Regions from separate parts of the Mus musculus genome. Here region 1 is linked to region 2. A link is a contact called in public HiChIP or PLAC-seq data. All regions are on one chromosome and are shown on one strand. The core of a region is the stretch at or near the end of the contact, and the rest is flanking DNA. Distances in the headings are between cores, read along the strand shown. Region 1 holds the start of Fbxo22 (F-box protein 22). Region 2 has its middle 22 kb from the start of Ube2q2.

Evidence for each region. HiChIP or PLAC-seq counts read pairs in DNA pulled down with a chosen protein or histone mark.
Region 1: a contact with region 2 is called in an HNF4G HiChIP or PLAC-seq map of pancreatic cancer cells. The contact joins the promoter of Fbxo22 here to the enhancer-like site in region 2. A contact is called at or near these places in 2 of 484 Hi-C or Micro-C datasets (embryonic fibroblasts and nephron progenitors), 8 of 115 datasets of contacts at active chromatin or transcription factors (embryonic stem cells, epiblast stem cells, extraembryonic endoderm stem cells and 2 more) and 3 of 9 other capture datasets (adipose tissue, liver and pancreatic islet).

Annotation. Positions count from the first base shown.
Region 1 is chr9:55,204,390-55,210,297 of GRCm38.p6, forward strand. Fbxo22 (F-box protein 22) reads left to right here and starts at 4,546. Exons shown (of 7, transcript NM_028049.2): 1 at 4,546-4,799; 2 at 4,964-5,102. The coding sequence starts at 4,663. It overlaps Ube2q2 (ubiquitin-conjugating enzyme E2Q family member 2), which reads left to right. Exons shown (of 13, transcript NM_180600.3): 13 at 1,571-3,140. The coding sequence ends at 1,602.
Region 2 is chr9:55,124,941-55,130,067 of GRCm38.p6, forward strand. No RefSeq gene overlaps it. Among named protein-coding and RNA genes, the nearest start is that of Ube2q2, 22 kb to the right of the region's middle. Within about 2 kb of position 1,286, at least 57 of the 459 cell types and tissues checked have an H3K27ac peak or open chromatin away from gene starts, as enhancers often do. A contact at or near this core is called in liver, memory CD8 T cells and pancreatic cancer cells, where this site is marked.

The DNA of each region.
Region 1 (5,908 bases), core at 3,296-5,795, 83 kb after region 2:
GCTTGGAAGACCTACTTGCAAGTGCCATTTATGTCACTCCCTAGCTCTGTGGCTTTAAGCAAGTCCTCAGATTTATTTAGAAGAGAAATCTGTTTCTGTGTGTATTTGCCACTGCACACACTTTGTAGGTGCTGAGAGTCAAACTCAGGTTGTCTGGCTTGCCAGCAAGTACCTTCACCCATTGAGACATTTTGCCAGCCTCTGTGATCTCTTTCATCCCGAGTTTCCTCATCTGAAGGTGGCAAAGTGTCTGTTAGAAAACATGAAGAAAAAGAATAGTGCCTATGCAGAGCACTGTGTAACCAAGAGCCCTGAATAAGGAATTCATTGTAGTAGTGAAAGGGAAACTAATGCTCTTCTGTGCAGAGTGGAAGGAGCGCTACCTTAGGGCAGTACTGTAGTACATGCTCCTACCTCTGCTAGAGGTGTGTTAGTTGGGCTGGGAACTTACCATGCATGAGGCCCTAAGTTCTCAGAATGCACATGAAAAGCCAGGCGTGACAGTGGATGCCTCTGATCCCAACTGTGGGAAGCAGAGAAGGAAAGAGGCTTGGGTTTGCTGGCCAGCCAGTCTGAATCTTTGCACTGCAGGTTAAGAACCTGTCTCAAAAAAAAAAAAAAAAAAAAAAAAAAAAAAGATTTGAGGAAGACACGGTATGTTGCCCTCTGTGTACACACTTAATTAGGCGTATTAGTTTGTAAGTTTAGATTTGTGTCTTACACTTTATTTTATTTTAATGACAAAGACAACTTGTCACTTTTCCCGTGACTCCCTTTAGTAATAGTATTCAAAATCAAATCTTGAAACTTCAAAGGAAGGTCTTAAAATCTGAAGTTAAGCCTAGGCTTGTATAGTAGTCATTTCTAGTAAGTGCATCAGATGAGTGTGTCCTAGTGCCTGCTCTGTTCCAGGCAGGACTGAGCATCCAGGTGCCTTTCTGTGAGAGCTCACTTTTGTGGAGCCTGAGCAAGCAGACACACTTCCCCCTTTTGGTTTCTCAAACAAACCCTACAATTGGTGTTCTCAAAATGTTTATAGAAAATGTATTTGAGTGAGACAGAGAGTTTTGCATTGATGGGAGAGCAGTGGATTCGGGTCCCTATCATGAGTAACTTGATGTGTAGTCATACATTATAAGATTACTAACTCTGATGAACTGCCTCACATAGCTGGAATTTTAATGTGATGAGAGCACTTTCCCTACCAATGCTTTTGTTTGTTTGCTTTAAATTCTGGTCACCAGGATTTTGTGTGGGGGATACTTTGAGTGAGGTTTGCTTTTAAATACAAAACTGAGATGGAAGGTTAACATGTAGCTGTTAGTCCATAATGTCACTGTCAGCTAGGAGTACCATTCATACAGAGATGCTGAAAATCCAAGCATGCGTTAGTCATAAGCAGTAACCAAATCAGATATAAAATGTTGTTTAGTTAATAACTAAACAAGTGTAAGTTTCTACAGTAGGATTAAACAACACAGTTACGAATAGAGCTGGACCTGATCTTAGTAATGCCTTTTTCTAACTGCTTCAAGATTGATGTAGTTAACCTTTTCCCATTTTATTTCAGGCTGGTACACACCTCCAAAGGAAGATGGCTAACTACATTGACATATGTCTGGACCAATGTTGCTTTAAAGAAAATCGTTCCAACGTACAGACATAAGCTTTTGAGTGCCCGTATAACAGCAGTACCGAAGATATTAGCTAATAGATCATTTAGTGGATAATCTGTCAACTGACATCCAGTTACAGCCTTTTCATTTTGCTCACTTTAGGTATCTTGGACTGAGCAGTGGGGCCTTTACTGTATTTTTCCTGATAAGTACACACAATAGCCACTCCCTACCACCTCTTTCTTGAAAAGTGAAATCTTTTAAGCAGGGAAGTGAGCATCCGTTTACTGCAGCTGTGATTTTTACAGTAACCTTTCTATATTGAGCCTATGGGGTATGAAGATTTGCAAAATCTTGTTTGTTTAGAGCCAATAAAAGTTTAACTGATGGTCAATACTGGTTTAGAAATTTTAGGTCTTCTAAACCATAGCTTTTTCAGGTCTGAAATAATTTTATTGCCAAAATTATGACAGGAAGCCTCCTCATTAAATTGTTACACTTTTTCACGGTTGTGTGAAAGTTTGAACTAATCTAAAAGTATGATCGTAATTGTACCATATTAGCGTACAGCAAAACGAGGCAGCCACTTGTGAGCAGTAATTTCCACTGGAGCAGCAGGGTCCTAGTGGACCAAACCTGCTTCCTGTTGGTTCAGCATTTCTTGTGAGGAAGAGCCACAGTGCAGAGCCTGAAGTTCTAAAGTATGAGGTCATTTTACCTTTCCATTTATTAGCGGGGTGTTGCAATTGACGATAAACTAATAAACTTATGGAATGGTTGGCACAAAGACAGACTCTTTGAGCAAAATTATGAAAGATACCTAAATTGGAGATCCTTAAATTTTTGCTGTAGTCATGCAGTGGCTTTTACATCAGAAGACCAGTAGGAGTTCAGCCTGTGTTAATTCTTTTTTAAAATGTGACACAGATCAATGTACTTTGCATTTTTATTACCTTTCCTGAATCAATCCTCTTTGGTTGGTAATAGACTTTTTTGGATCCATGTTTGATTTGAATCTAGCTACTTAAGCACTTTTAAAAGAAACCTCGAAGCACACTCCTGCACGACCCAGTACAGAGTTAAACGGCTTTTCTTATATATTTGATTTGAGATTTTTTTTTTAAACTTTGCAAACCACATCTAGGAGATGTGGCACTTGTGCATTTTATGTGTGGTGTTAGTTTCTCTTGATTCTGTTGGTTAAGAGGGCAGAAAAGATATCTGGTATTCTTGGTCACTTGGTTACCCTAAATATATGATTGCCAGTGGCTCAGATGACAAGTGACAAGACAGAATTCTTCAACACATTATTAAGTTCCTTATGCCTAAGGCAAAATCTTGAATACATTATTGAATTCTAATTTCCTAATGGCTAGCAGATTGACAGCTGCACATTTGGCATGCTTTGGGGTTGGGTTTTTTTTTTTTTTTGATTTTATTTTTCATTGCAGATTTATTTGGCAATGTACAGTAAATTTTGTAAACTTGCATCAAGTTTATGAATAAAGAACCATTTAAAAATCAGTTTGTCACCTTTCCCTCTTATGAGATGCTATAATTCAGGCGTCTATAGGCTCTATATTGAATTTCTAGTGTAGGCTGTTTAAAGAGAAGATGGGGTGTGGGGAGGTTTCAGAAGTGGAGATGAAGATACTGAGAGGGATAGGGAACCTAGAATTGGTGTGTACACACATAGTGTATTCAGTTTTTCTTTAACCATTCCCTTACTGCGTTCTTTAAATTCAAATACATGTGGGTTTCTAGTGCTGTTTTAATTAATGTCTCTAATGTTCTTAGGGTACTATTAGCACAGTTCCTCTTGTACACTCAAGGCCTCTATACACACCACTATCTGTAGATCTCATCAGAATCTCAGCAGAAGGAAAGCCTTTTCTTTCCTTGACTGAAATTCCTGTGCCAGTTTCATGTTTGGTTTGAATGTTATGTCTCCATGTACAGCCTCCCTACTTCATTCAGAAACAGTTGTTTTTTCTGAAGGTTGCCTTAGCTGAGGAAATGTTCAGAAGTCCTCCTCTTAAACATACTGACCCTTGGTGTTCATTCCCTAGTCGTCATAACATGTTCCCGCACCCCACCCCCACCCCAACCAGTGCCTGGTGAGAAGAGTGGAGCCACAGAGCAGTTTGGAAGTTCTAGAAGTAGGATTTAGGGCTCCTGGAGAGCCCAGAGCTGCTGGGGTTTTTTATTAACGGGAAGCATTGAAGTTTTCACACATTCCCAGTGTATCGTGGTGTTTTGGAGACTGTATGATGCGTCCATGTTTGCTACTTAAGTCTTAAGGTTTCCAGAGTAAAGTGGCTGCTGCTTGTTGAGGGCTTGTTCATGTTTTTTTGTGTTATCTTACATATTTTGCAGTAGGGTCTAGATTGTTTTCGGCTTTTGACCCTCCTGCCTCCAGCTTGCTAGATGCAAACATGCATCATCTTGTCCAGCTCAAAATGTTCTAATGGGTTATCACAGTGTAAAAGATCTAGAAGCCAAAACAAGAAGCACCAGGTCAGGCCAAGTAGCTGGGGACAAAGTGCCCCTCAGTCAGGAGACAACCTATTCAGTTGAAATGAAGCAGCCTCTACTGTTCTTTCATTTGTGGTTCGGGAATGTATGGTGTTGGGCTTCATCCCCTGTGATTCTGTATGTAGCCCTGCAGGGAAGAGCCAGCAGGAGCCAAAGAATAATGGCTCCTGTGTGAAAATATCTATCTGGTTTGGCATGTGCTTTCTGTAGCAATTAATAGTGCCAAAGAATGGCGAGTGCTATTTATGTCTACTCGCTTAAAACTTAAGACCTAACGAGTTAACCAGATTGACCAAATAGTGTTTGCAGCCGGCTTAAACGCCAGGCTGCCTCCGGTCCCTTCCGGGCGGAACTGTGCAGGCCGGTGCACCGCCGCAGCGGCGTGTCCAGTACCGGAAGCGGCCCACCGGAAGTGGCGCGCGCCTGCTCAGGGAGCTCGGGTTGTAGGTGGTGCGCCGGCCGCTCCGGTACCCCTGAGACTCTGTAGGGCCTTCGGGCCGGTAGGCGAGGAATGGAGCCGGCAGGCGGCGGTGGCGGCGTCTCCTCCTCCACAGATCCGCGAAGCACCTACGTGCTGAGTAACCTTGCGGAGGTGGTGGAGCGTGTGTTTACCTTCCTGCCGGCCAAAGCGCTGCTTCGGGTAGCCGGGTGAGGGCGAATGGGGCGGGAGGAGACCTTCGTCCCGGAGGGTGGCGGGGTCGCCTCTGCCGGGACCTCTGCCCGGGTTTCCTAGTGCTTAGCTGGCGCTGCGAGGCTGCTGACGGTGGGAACCGGCCGCCCGGCGGCAACCCTTTGTGCTTTTGCATCCCCAGAGTATGCCGCCTGTGGAGGGAGTGTGTACGCAGAGTGCTGCGGACCCATCGCAGCGTGACCTGGATCTCCGCGGGTGTGGCTGAAGCGGGCCACCTGGAGGGACATTGCTTGGTGCGCGTGGTAGCTGAGGCGCTTGAGGCAAGTATGGAGTTATGCGTTGGACAGTCACTTGCAGGACTGGTGGGCCATCTTGGAGAACTTTTTAAAAAATCAAGATTGTGATACATATCCTTGCTTTCGTTAACTCGGAGAACCTATGCTCGTATTCTGGCTTTTGTAGTAAACGTCAGGTTTTGTAGGGGCGTACTGCGGTTTAGTCATTATTAGATGTTGGGCAATTGAAGTATCCAGGTGTCCACTATTACAAGGCCGTACAGAGCCTTCCTTAACTTGCCTCAATTTTGCAATGAAGGTGTTGGGTATCGCTTGCCCAGGGTCTCACACTAGAACCGGAAGAACTAAAACTTCTACCTAAATACGTAAACCACATTCCTTTTCTCATTTTTGTCCCTGGATCCAGGAGAGTCAGTGTTCAGGGAGGTGAAGACAGATTATAGAGCTGATAGATAGTGAATCTCCAGTATCTCACTGAGTGGCAGGGGCCCTCGTGAGGAAATTGCCAATTTGATGCCCTATTATCGCTTAGTATGTATAATAGGCAAATAGGAATGTTCTACTTAACCACAATATAGTCTCCACATTGGGAAGTTATCATTGATGTATGTGTCGATTCTTTTGGTGTTGAGTTTGGTTTTCAACTTGATCCAGAAAGAGGGAACTCAAGTTAAGTGCCTGCCAAAGATTGACCCGTGGACAAATCTGTAGGCCACTCTCTTGATTAATGTTTGGTGTGGGAGCCAAAGTGCCCCAGTGCTTTTCTTAAGAGCAGAAGGATTTGATTCTGTTCCCAATGAGTAACTGAAAGGCGCGCTCCTTTGGTTTGT
Region 2 (5,127 bases), core at 36-2,535:
AGGATTCTAAAATAGACCAGGCTTACTGGTGCACTATTCTGTGATTGATTAGCAATGCCTACCATGGGCATAGGCTTGGAGACAGGAGTATGCACCAAACATCTGCCAGCTCTAGAAAAAAATGCCAGTCCCCACTTCTCCAGAGCTGGTATGCATCACTTTGACTAGCTTTTTTTGTGGCTGCTGAGGTCCCAAACTCAGGTCTTCGTGTTTGTGTGGTACTTTACCAGCAGAGCCAACTCCTTCCCAAACTAGTGAGCAAATTTTGTTTGTGTCTTCTAAGTGCCAGAAATCTCACTGAACTTGCAACAGGAGTTTTCCTGGCTCAGGTTCTATGCACAGCTGTTCTTGGAAGGGCTGTGTATTTGTTTGCTTGGTACCGAGAATTGAACAAGTGTGTACTCTGCCACCAAGCCATAGCTGCAGCCCCAGGAGGGTTCTTTAAATTGGAGCTTTAGGAAAGTAACAGGAGGAAACAGTTATTACAGATGATGTTTTCAGCTTTACTGAAAATTCTAAAATAGTTCATAATTTCTGGCAGAGATCTTTGAAAGCAGATATTTTTTTCCCACTTTACTAACAGAGAACTGGATTTGAGTAGTGACCTGGTTCATGATGGAACCTCATTATTGATACATATAGACACATTTTAATATATTCTGCGGTGGTTTGTGTGAGAATGGCCACCATAGGCTCATATGTGTGAATATTTCCCAAAGGTCCATTATGTTAAAGACCTGGTCCCTCGTCTACAGTGTTTTGGGGAGACATAAAACTCTAAGATGGGGGTGGGTAGTGGAAGGAAGTTTCGTCAATGCAGATATGTCCTTGAAGGAGATATGTGGTTTGTCCTCCCTGTCTCTTTTGCTTCCTGACTACCATGAGGTTTCCCGACTGAAACCTACAAAGCTCTGAGCCAGGATGAACTTCCTGTTTTTTTAAGGTGATCATCTCCGGGATTTTACTATAACTTGACAAGCTGGGATGGGAAGATGACTCAGCAAAGCGCCTGCCAGTCCGGCATTAGGGCCTGACTTTGGAGACTCCGGGACATGTATGGCAGCTCATGCCTGTAACCTCAGCCTTGAGGTAGGGTGAGGGCGAAGAGTGACAGACTTCCTCAAGCTCATTGGTCAGCCAACCTAGCCAAATGGATGGGTGTCAGGTCCCATGAGTGAGTCTGTCTCAAAAACTAAAGGTAGAGAATGCTATAGGAAAACACCTCGCACTGGCCTTGGGCCTCCACATGTGTGTGGACATGCAGTCATCCCTTCCTCACCATGCACACAAATAAATACAGGGGAAAAAATGGAAGGCTGACCATCATACCACTACGACCATTTTCAAGTGTGCAGTTCAATGGTATAAAATACACTAAAAGTGCTAAGCAAACAGTTTCTAGAATCATCTTCACCATGCAAAACTAAAACTACCTACTAAATAACTCCTGAGCCCTCTTCCCTGACCTGCCAGACACTCTGTTTTTCTGTGTTTGACTAAACATCTCAGATAAGGTGAGTCAGACAGGATGTGGTTTTTTGTGAGTATACTTACTTAGTGTGGTATCCTCAAGGTCTGTCCCTGTTGTAGTATGTCACAATCCTTTCCCCTTTTATGGACAAATAACATCCCATTGTATGAATGAATGCCTTTGTTTCTTCATCCATCGTGGGTACCCAGATTGCTTCCATCTTTTGAGCATATTTTTAAAAGATTTATTTATTTATTTACTTATTTATTTATTTATTTATATGTAAGTACTCTCCAGAAGAGCACATTAGATCTCATTACAGATGGTTGTGAGCCACCATGTGGGTACTGGAAATTGAACTCAGAACTTTTGGAAGAGCAGTCTAACCACTGAGCCATCTCTCCAGCCCCTTTTGGGCATTTTGAATAGGCCTTTTACATCAAGAGAAATTATAAGCATTAATGTGGAACTACAAGGCGCTCTGCTGTGAGGGTGGGTGTGCCACGCTCCCTCTGCCAGTCCCTTGTGGTACAGTTTTGTTTGTTTCATCTTTGTATAACCCCACAGTATAGCCATGCAGCCCATCTCCCCAGCTGTTTCCTGGGCTTTATAAAGAATGTGGTCCTTTCCTTCCTTGGGGAGTTTGCCTTTTTCACCTACTGCCATTGCTAAGGTTTATATTTCCCACTATATTTCATTATATTTTCATTGCTGTGTGACACATCAGAGTGCACAGAGCCCAAGGCCGCTCACACTGACATTTGGGTATGAGTTGGTGTAGCCACTTTGGAAAGCAGCTTGCCACTACTTCAAGAGGTCAATATTCCTGTACTTTGTACCCTGGCAGTGTCTCTCTTAATGGAGAAGCTCCTGCCTGTGTAAAACCTGAGATGTGTTTGCAGAATGCCACCAGCAGTTCTGATGGCAGCATCAAAATCACCAAGCAAGAGCAACTGACTGGGTGGTCGTGCAACAGAAAGGCTTTCATCCCTGTGGTGGTTTGCATATGCTCGGCCCAGGAGTGGCACTATCAGAAAGTGTGGCCTTTTTAGAGTAGGTGTGTCACTGTGGGTGAGGGCTTTAAGACCCTCATTCTAGCTGCTTGAAGCCAGCATTCTGCTAGCAACCTTCAGATGAAGATGTAAAACTCTCAGTTCCTCCTGCACCATACCTGCCTGGATGCTGCCATGTTCCCACCTTGATGATAATGGATGGGACCTGGGAACCTGTAAGTCAGCCCCAATTAAATGTCCTTTATAAGATTTGACTTGGATGTAATTCACAGACCATATGAAGCTCAAGAAGAAGGAAGACCAAAGTGTGGATGCTTCAGTACTTCTTAGAAGGGGGAACAAAATATTCACCGGAGGAAATACAGAGACAAAGTGTGGAGCAGAGACTGAAAGAAAGGCCATCTAGAGACTGCCCCACCTGGGGATCCAGCCCATATACAGTTGCCAATCCCAGACACTATTGTGGATTCCTGGAAGTGCTTGCTGACAGAAGCCTGATATGGCTGTCTCCTGAGAGGCTCTGCTAGAGCCTAACAAATACAGAAGCAGATGCTCACAGCCAACCATTAGACTGAGTGCGGGGTTCCTGATGGAGGAGTCAGAGAAGGGACTGAAGGAAAGGAGGGGGTTTGCTGCCCTGTGAGGGGAGCAATAGCATCAACCAGCCAACCCTCCCATCCACCCCACCCCCCAGAGCTCCCGGGGACTGGACCACTCCGGCCATACATGTGGCAGAGGATGGCCTAGTTGGACATCAGTGGGGAGGAGAGGCCCTTGGTCCTGTGAATGCTGGATCCTCCAGTGTAGGGGATGCCAGAGCAGGAAAGGGGGAATGGGTAGGTGAGGGAGCACCCTAATAGAGGCAAGAAGAGGGGGGAGTGGTAGGGGGATTTTGGAGGGGAAACCTGGAAAGGGGATAACAGAAAATATCCAATAAATTAAAAAAAAAAAAAAGACTTGACTTGGTCATAGTGTCTGTTCGCAGCAGTAAAACCCTGACTAAGACAATCCTGTTGCCTTTCCTTCAGTCATGCAATGCCAGCATTATTCCTGTAATTAACTTGAGAGCAGATGTCTTGTAGCCATTGATACTTTGGTGACAGTCCTACTTAGCTACAGGACAATTGTTACAGACCCAAACAGGGACAGGGAAGATGAGCCTCCCCAGGGCCCACTGAGCAAGCAGCCAGGTCATGGGGAGGGGCCACAGAGATCGAGAGAAATGTGTACCTGTGGGAAATAGACACGTTGCAAGTCAGTCTTCACAAATACTTCAGTCACTCAGGTGAGTCCAAGTGGCACTTGTCACCTCAAAATGCTGTGAAGTCTATTGGGGTAACCGTTTACGCAGCACCCAGTGTACCTGACAGTGTGCTGTCATATTGATTTTGTTATGTCCTCATCGCTGTGCAAGAGTTCATGACAGTGCACCGCAACAGGCTATGTTATCTCCATCCATAGACGAGGAAGTCAAGACTCAGCATGGTCAAGCAACTCCTTAAGAGTCACACAGCTGGAGAACAGCTGACTCCGAAACTGCTCTACCGGTAAAAGCAATCATTGCCTGAGAGCTCGGGGCAAGCTCTCTCCCAGTAAATCTTTCTCTACATGCTCTAAACATAGCAAGCCCTCATTCTTCATACAGTGAACAAAACCAGCAGCTCTTCCTTTTCAGAGACAATTTTAAGGGCAGCCTCTAGGGCAATGTTCCAAGCCAGAAGAACTCTCCTCCACATCAGGCTCTGCAGGAGGGCCCTGGTGTGTCCATGTATGGAAGGATTCCCCAAGGTGGCCTTCTGGCCTCCAGCACTGTCCTCAGATATGGGTCAAAGGCAGCACAGCACAGCCCGTTCACATCCATTGCAGGAGCCCACTTGGCCTTTCAACTAGTTTTCAAAGACGCCCTGAGCAGCAGGCGATGTGGTGATACTGTCTGACTCCATTGAGCTCCTAAGGTGGACAACCCCTCCGAGTCTCAGAGCTGAGCACGCCATCTGTACATACAGCCCCGGGCCATGTCCCAGACCGTCTTCTGGTTAAACACATGTTATCCCTCTGCTTCGCTCTCACAGATGGCTGGAGCTGCCAGAGGTCCCTGAAGATGTGCAGCCTGGGCCTGTCTTAGTTACATCACCCAAGAGATGCCTGTAGGTGACTCCATTTCCTTCCCTTGGTTCAGTGACTCCCTTTAGAGTGTGTGTGTGTGTGTGTGTGTGTGTGTGTGTGTGTGTGTCCCAATGAACAGGCACTGCTGGCTACAGGCAGATTATTAGCTCACAATCTGCTGGCAAAAGATGTTCACGAGAAAGCCACATGCTGCCTCATCTCTGGAGTGACATCGTGTGGCTTCTGTTGTACAAAGATCATTAGGGTTTTGTTCTTGTTGTTCTCAATCTAATCTAATTTCAATGGATTGTATAAGTAGAATTCTTCCAAACTCACAGTCACCTACTTTAGACATAGTTGAAAACACACACCCCAATTTTGTATAGCTGACTCTAGATTCTATAATGACCAAGGGCATAGGATCTGGGCTCAGATACGGGCTCAGCACACACAGGCTGTAAAATACACAACAGCTTATGGTCTTAGTTGCTTAGTGTGTAGCAGGGATTATTAACTGAGACAGGTGTGAAAAATCAG